2 separate regions of the Oryctolagus cuniculus genome follow, and region 1 is linked to region 2. A link is a contact called in public Hi-C data. All regions are on one chromosome and are shown on one strand. The core of a region is the stretch at or near the end of the contact, and the rest is flanking DNA. Distances in the headings are between cores, read along the strand shown. Region 1 has its middle 66 kb from the start of TBX19. Region 2 has its middle 170 kb from the start of TBX19.

Region 1 (3,793 bases), core at 1,227-3,726, 100 kb before region 2:
GCCGCGGCGGCCATTGGAGGGTGAACCAACGGCAAAGGAAGACCTTTCTCTCTGTCTCTCTCTCTCTCACTGCCCACTCTGCCTGTCAAAAAATAAACAAACAAACAAACAAAAAAACAAAACAAAAAAACCACTTTGGCCATGTCACACTTTAACTCCTGAGTCTGAGAAAGGATGGGATAGAGTTGCTTTTGATGTGAACTTGATGTAGGCTATGGTTCTATTTCACTATTCCCTTTGGAAAGTTCCAGAAATCATATGAGGAGGATCCGGAGCTGCTGAGGGTGTTTAGGGTGGAAGAATGAAGACCCAGGGAAAACTGGACAGCAGCTCTCAAGCCCGTGAAGGTGGTCATGGGAAAGGGAATAGATTTAGAATTGCTACAAGAAGAAAAATCAGGCAAATTAAAAAAAAAAACTTGTTTATTTGAGGAAAGAAGAATTCATGAGTGAGGCAGCTTTTACAACAGGACATTCAGAGAGCGCTGCTTTGTCAGCTTTTACAGTGAGCCATCACAGGCCAAACACAGTAGAAGGCAAAAAAATCCAGTTGGTCTCTGTTTCTGTGGGCTCACCATCAATGGGTTAAAAATACGCAGAAAAAAATTGTGTCCACATTGAACATGTACAGATTTTATTCCGTGTCGTTTTCCCCTAACAATACAACTATAACACATACTATGAAAAAGTATGCGTGGTTTTCACAATTTTTTGATCTGAAATAAGCTTGCTATTTAATCCATTTTCATAAAATTTCGAAGTGCCTTCCTACACTTTCATTGCATTAGGTATTGTACATAATCTTGATTTATGGTGTATGGGAGAATGTGCATAGTTATGCATAAATTCTATGCTGTCTCATAGGAGGGTAAGGAGCACCCCTAAGATTTTTGTATTGGGGGAAGGGTGTTGAGGGACCAATCCCCCATGGACACCAAGGGAGGGACAGCTGTATACACTTATGCATTGCTTCACCAAGGCAGGCGAGAGTCCTGAGAAATGCATCACTAGGTGATTTTGTCATCGTGGGAACATCATGGAGTGTACTTAGTACAAATCAAGACAGCTGCAACGTCACCAGGGCACTACAATCTCAGGGAACCAACGTCTTATATACTGTCCATCACTGGCCAGAATGGAATGTGCAGTGCCCGATGCACCTTGTATTGGGATTGGCTCTCTTTCCTTTTGTGCTGTAGCAGGCAGAATAGAGTGAGCATGGCACGTGTGAAACCATCGTTGCATATTCAGCAGAACCTGCATCTTCCTTGCTCTCACACATCTCTCTGTGTTGTCTAAGCCTGTGGCGACATTTTTGGCAGCCATATTGGGTGACTAAAACGCCTAGGTTTTCCCATATCAGCTTTTTTTTCCCAGATAAACAACTTTTTTTTTTTTAAAAAAAGATTTATTTATTTGAAAGTCAGAGTTACACACAGAGAGAAGGAGAGGGAGAGGGAGAGAGAGAGAGAGAGGGAGAGGGAGAGGGAGAGGGAGAGGGAGAGGGAGAAAAATAGGGCTTCCATCCGCTAGTTCACTCCCCAAATGGCTGGAGCTGTGCTGATCTGAAGCCAGAAGCTAGGAGTTTCTTCTGGATATCCCAAGTGGGTGCAGGGGCCCAAGGCCTTGGACCATCTTCCAGTGCTTTCCCAGGCCATAGCAGAGAGCTGGATCAGAAGTGGAGCAGCTGGGACTTGAACCGGCACCCATATGGGATGCAGGCACTGCAGGTGGCGGCTTTACCTGCTATACCACAGGGTTGTCCCCAACAACTTTATTTTTTATACCTAAAGGCTGATGAAAAAACCACTACTAATCTGATTGAAGAAAACCCAATATTTCAACTGGAAACTATACTTATTAGATATTATATAGGTTTCCTCAACCACAACTTGAAAACATCAAACATACTTGTTTAATTACAGTATGGTGGATTCAAGACCAAGTACATGTTATATGCATCAAAGTTAAATTACAAATTATCATAGTCATAGTCATCATCATCTTCACGTTTTCTTTTCAATGCATTTGATTCATTGGCAGTATTTTGTGGTGATCAACTGCTTTTAAGCCAAGTTTTCACATCTTGTATCTCTGTGGTCAACCTAAAAACACACACACACACACACACAAAACGTATTTCCAGGGCTTCAGATAAGCCTGTTGAGTTACTTTTTTTTTAAAGAAAGCTTTTATTTAATAAATATAAATTTCATAGGTACATATTTTGGACTACAGCGATTCTTCCCCCAAACCCGCCCTCCCACCCCCACTCCCATCCCACCTCCTACTCCCTCTCCCATCCCATTCATTAAGATTCATTTTCAATGATCTTTATATACAGAAGATCACGTTGAATTATTTTGGCCTATAATGTCTTAGCAAGGCTTCCCAGACTGTGCCGTATTAAATCCCGCCAGCAAGTCCTCCTCCCTGGCGAGACGAGAGGGGTTTAGCAGGACCCAGATGGGCACTGACAGGTCCACCAGAGACAGCTTCCTCACCGGGCCCCAGCAAACCACGCCCTGGGGTTCCCGAAAAGGAAAGATCTGCAGAAGTGGGGCACCCCCGCGGCCCGGGTTTTCTGGCTGGGCCGTGCGTGATCTCCGCGCAGCCACCCACGCCCGCCGCAATGCAGCCGGTCTCGTCGGTCTCGCCGGTCTGCGCGGCCCGGCCCCAGGACGCCTGTGCGGCGGGCCCGGCCTCCTGTCCCTGTCGCCCTCGGAGCTCGCCGCTAGGTGGCGGCAGAGCCCGCCTCACCCAGCGCTCAGCCCTGCGTCTGGTGGGCTGGGGCGACCCTGCGGCTTTTCCTTTAGAGAAGGAGCTGCGCCGTGCAAGATCAGCTTTCCGGGCGAGCGCCACGCCGCAGCGGCAGCGCTGTCAGGACGGAAGCTGCCGCGAGCACAACCCCAAAGCAAGCACCCAGACGGCAGTCCCCACGTCCCACCTGCCCTGCGGAGCTGCTTTGAGGGGGCCGCCATGCACTGTTTCGTTCAGAGCTTGCGGCAGGTCCCATTTTGGGAACTGTGTGCAGGGAGGCAGAGATTCGTAGTTTTCTGAGGCCCCCTCCTGGCTGCGCGGGGGCGGGAATGAGACGGTTTCCTGGTACCTTTTTGACTGTGGAGGGGTGGCTCTGCTTGCCCTAGTGATACTGAGGTTCCGAGCCATGCGTCTAGGGCCTGCAGCATCAAGGTGCATCTCGTAGCTACTACCCGGACCCCAGGTGGAAGTCAAGATGGGGCCGGTGGAGAAGCTTGCTAACCCGGAAGGGCTGGTTCTGGAGGAGCGTGCAAGGCAGAGCCTGTGGCGAGAGTACCTTGCTCGCCCGGGCATAAGGCGGCCCTGTGGCGTTGCTGTGTCCACCAGGAAGGAAAAGGCAGGGGGAGCAAGAATGATCTGCAAGGCGCAGAACGCCAGAGGCCTGTTTCTATAGACAGAACACCCGTGGGACCAACTGGTTCTTAGAATTTAGCAAACCCACTGCGGCACACCGACACTGCTGCTTCAACGGGATTTTATTTTTAGTGTTGTCAAAGCCCTTTAAAAAGCCAAGGCTGGGACGCTTGCTAAAAGAGATCTTGTTGAGCATGAGTGGTTTTTTTTTTTTTTTTTTTTTTTTTTTTTTTTTTTTTTTTTGGCTTTCTTGGTTGCTATTTGTGTAGCTCCTGAGACTTGAAGGAGATTATACAAAAGGCCATGGAGGGGCGGTGTTGTGATGCAAGTCGAGATGCCTCTACTTCCGGTCCACCTGCCTACTAGTGCACACCCTGAGAAGCAGCACCCATGCCTGCAGC
Region 2 (4,184 bases), core at 958-3,457:
AGATCTTCTCCCTAGCCTCCCACTCCCCAGATAAGTCAGAGCCGGAGCTTTTCAGATGGAAGGATGTGGCTTTGCATTTGCTTTGGCCTGCTATCCAGATGGCCGGCAGGCTGCCCTGGGAGGATTGTGTTAGGCAGGAACGTGATCTGCCTCCTTAATTGTTGACTTTGGGGACCAGACGTGACGGAGGGCCTGAGGGCAGCTGACATGAAGCAGCTCTTTTGCACACTCACCAGCATCAGGCTGTGAGTACTGCACGGGGGCAGCCAGGCATGCACCCAAAGCGGCCGCTGCAGCATTGCAGGGGGGTGAAGCAGAGTGTCCTTGGGCACCACCGTGGCTGCCACAGGACACGCTGAACGCAATGCGCAGAGCAGGGCCCAGGCTGCCAGCTGCAGGGTGAGTTGCTGACTCATTCCTGCAGCAACCTTTAGCAACTGGAGCAGTGCGGGAGATTTCTTCCTTCTTTTTAAAGGAACAGGTGATGTGGAGGAGAGCAAGGGACGATCCTCCAAGCTTGATCCCAACTAGCAAGTGTACCTAAGCATTTTCATCAGAATTCTTGTGCAGAAATGACTTTAAAAAGGAGAAGTGTAGCCTCCTTGCGGAAACTATTCACCCCGTTAGTGTGTTTCTATTAAACACCTATCATGTGTGTAGCTAAGGAGGAAATAATGAAAAGGTGGCTCTTGATCTCTGGGCAATGATTGTATGTATGGGTGGCACTCAGAGAGGCATACTCTGTGCCAGGCTTGGCATTCTATGGGTGCTAATTGAATTGGGGAATCCAGGATTTGAATCCAGATCTGCTCAGAGCTAGTGCTCTTAACCACTGCGCTATTCTGTCTCAGAAGCAGAAGCAGTAGAGGCGCTCGTAGGAACTGGAGAATTATAGAGGATGATATGTGGTTAGGTGCCCAGTCCTGCCTGTGGGTGTTCATGATGAGTCCAGAGTGAACCCCCATCAGTTCTACAGTCGAGGGCCAGCTGGAGAGTGTAGATATGCTTATGTCTGAACAAATATTGAGCCAGTAGAGGGATTTTTTGAGTAAGCAGGGGGTCACGATGAGTACTTGGGTTGCATAAGTGGGAGCTGTGGGTAACATAATACAAGCAGCATCAGATGATCCGTGTGTCTCAGGCCACATTGTGCCTAGACTAGTCCAGGTTTCTGGGAAAACACAGACAATCAACATTTTTACCAGTTGGGAATTTAGTCTCATTGGACTTATGTGACCAATTATTCAACTTAGGAGCTCTTAACAAAATAGGAGGAGAAAGCAGGACCCATGATCTGTTGCATCCTCAGTGGGTCAACAGCATCCAGTGGTCCCTGGGTCTTTGTTGCTGATGGCACTGACAAGGACTCAGAAGCCCTTTTATTTTCAGTTAGAAGTTTGGAGTGGGGCTGATCAGAACTACCCGAGTCCTGCTGGTTGCAGGGATAGTCGAAAACATTGAGTAGCCGCCAGAGCAATTTCTCCTGTGAAACTGATAAAATGCTTTTAGCTGGTTGGGCTGAAGCCAGAGTTGTAACTCCATTCGCAAGGTGTCAAATGCTTTTCAGGCATTCAGTTGGACCCATGGATTTGGATCAACAATACCTCCCTCTCTCCCTTTCTCTAGTATGTAGCCATGTAGAGTTTGATACACTCCACCTGAATAATTCTGCTCTTCCCGTAGTTATGAAATATTCTGGATACTATTCAAGGACTCTACAAGCTTTATCCATGTGGCTGAGACATAATGGGGGTTTTAGAAGCTCAAACCTTGTGAGGAAGACAAAGAAAAGAATAAGATCAGGTAACGGTGTCTTCTAGAACAAATTGCCTTTGGCAGAATGCCAGAAAAGTCACACACGCATGTAGGAAGACTTCTGGGACAGGATCTGAGATACAGGCCAAACAGGGTTCCCGTAACCATGGAGAAAGAGGTTTAACTACAGCCACTCAGAGAGCAACTTACTTCCTCGTACCTGAAAGAAACAGTTTTGGCACTGTTTAGAGGGAAGAGAATTGCTAAAGGGGTGAGGGTAGAGAGCAGTGTATATGGGCCACAAGGATGAGATTGAGCAAAACCTCTGAGGGGAGGCAGGGGTGTGTGGAGAAAGCTGATAACTGTGTCAATCAGGGCCAAGCCAACTGCAGCCCTGAGGGTTTAACTCAAGTTCTATTTCTGTAAAGTCAAAGGTCTCTATTCGGAGAAGCAAGCTGCTTTGGACTCCACATGCCAGCCTATACCTGTTCTGTGTGGCAGGAGGCCTTGAGAAGCAGATTACTACAGGAGAGAAGAGGGGAACCAGGGGCCGGGTGTCCTGCAGAGCCTCCACCTCCCACGTGGTGACGATGCAGCATTCTCTGTGCATTGTGTTAGATTCGCTGAGCAGGGTTCTCCTTGGGGCCTCTCCTCGGCTATTCCCTGGTGCAGCTAGTGACAGAGTGAGTTCATGTGCCCTTCTAGGTGAGCATTGGCTTTGGGAAGGAGCTGGAAAAAGAAATAGCTACAGAAATTGTTAATTTCTCCGCAGTAGGGATGTGTGGCACTCATCTGTTTATCCTTGGCTCCGCATGTTTAGCAAGTTTATAGTGTGTGTTTATAGAGCCACTTAAAACAATTTGCTCCTGGGGAGGTGGGAGATACAAGGTGTAGGAAAATGGTGCCCGTTTAGGCAGCGCGTCAGTCTCATACATCTGAAATGGTGCCTGTCTCCATTGCCTCGGGCTAATTTCTCAGATAAATAAACACATTGATTGATTCCTGCTGATTCACATAGAGCCTGGGAAAGAGACCTGATTGAAAAAGTATGGGGTTGCTTAGTTATCCCAGAAACAGAAGCAAAGAAAGTTCTCTCAGGGAGAACTGACTGAGGTTTTGGTTTTCCCAAGGAAGCGCAGGATATAGAAAGGCAGGTTTGCTGGTCCAATTGCAGGAAATGCTTTCTCAAAGGAGGAGCTGTTGGTCAAGTGGACAAAGACGTGTGTGGAACAGATGTGGAACAAGGACCTTCCAGGGAACCGCTGGGGAGGGGGTTGGTGTGATTGGGGCACAGGTGAAAGAAGGGTAGAGAGCAGAGGCTGGGAGGGGATTCCGGCGCTGAGCTGCTGTAATTCCAGGGTATCTTCTTAGGACAGCCAGAAATCAGCTGCAATAACCTGAGCAAGAGAGCAGGAGAGCTTGGGCAAGGACTGTGCCAGTGGTCAGGCTAGCAGAGTCAGCTTGGGAAGATCACAGCAGAGACACTTGACTGAGCTCAAACACTGACTGGGTTGGTGTTGCGGGAGAAGGAGTCTGGCAAAGTGAGCGTTCAGAGTCTGAGCTCCTGCTGCAGGTGACAGCATTCTTTGAAGTGTTTTAATCTTAAAAACTCATGCATATCTTTGTATAACATATGCCAATATTTGCATTTCTGTGAACATAATATGCAGAACCAGTTAAAAGACCTTGACCTGGCTTTACATAACTTCAGAGAAAATCAACACTCTAGAAAGACACCTGGTGGCTGTGTGTGGCTCCTGATGACGTGTGGGAGTCTCCTGTGATCTGCCAGTAGCCTCCCTTTTAACCTTTGGCCAAATTGACCATCCCCCGCCCAGCTCCCCCCTCCCCCCCCCAGGAATATTCTGTGTTTGTCTGCTCCAGCCCAATCCCAACTGTTGGAGCATTTGACGAATGAACCAGTAGATAGGATCACCCTCTCTTCCTCCTTCTCTGTCTCTGCCTCTCAGATAAATAAAAGACATTCATTGACATGTTCCCCTTGTGCTCTCCCTATGTGTCTCCTCTCCCAGGATACCAAGGACATGACTTCATTTTTGGCAGGATTAGGATTTTTATAAGAATGCAAAGAGATAGCCGGCGTCGTGGCTCAGTAGGCTAATCCTCCTCCTTGTGGCGCCGGCACACCGATTCTAGTCCCGGTCGGGGGCACCGGATTCTGTCCCAGCTGCCCCCTCTTCCAGGCCAGCTCTCTGCTGTGGCCAGGGAGTGCAGTGGAGGATGGTCCAAGTGCTTGGGCCCTGCACCCCATGGGAGACCAGGAGAAGCCACCTGGCTCCTGCCTTCGGATAGGCGCAGTGCGCCGGCTGCAGTGCGCCGGGCCGCGGCGGCCATTGGAGGGTGAACCAACGGCAAAGGAAGACCTTTCTCGTCTCTCTCTCTCACTGTCCACTCTGCCTGTGGGGGGG

Evidence for each region. Hi-C and Micro-C count contacts between places; a contact is called where the count stands out from the background.
Region 1: a contact with region 2 is called in a Hi-C map of skin fibroblasts, with 3 times the contacts expected there. The contact joins two enhancer-like sites. A contact is called at or near these places in 4 of 6 Hi-C or Micro-C datasets (ear pinna, psoas muscle, skin fibroblasts and 1 more).

Annotation. Positions count from the first base shown.
Region 1 is chr7:30,399,689-30,403,481 of mOryCun1.1, reverse strand. No RefSeq gene overlaps it. Among named protein-coding and RNA genes, the nearest start is that of TBX19, 66 kb to the left of the region's middle. Within about 2 kb of position 2,476, at least 2 of the 8 cell types and tissues checked have an H3K27ac peak or open chromatin away from gene starts, as enhancers often do.
Region 2 is chr7:30,299,119-30,303,302 of mOryCun1.1, reverse strand. No RefSeq gene overlaps it. Among named protein-coding and RNA genes, the nearest start is that of TBX19, 170 kb to the left of the region's middle. Within about 2 kb of position 2,207, at least 1 of the 8 cell types and tissues checked has an H3K27ac peak or open chromatin away from gene starts, as enhancers often do.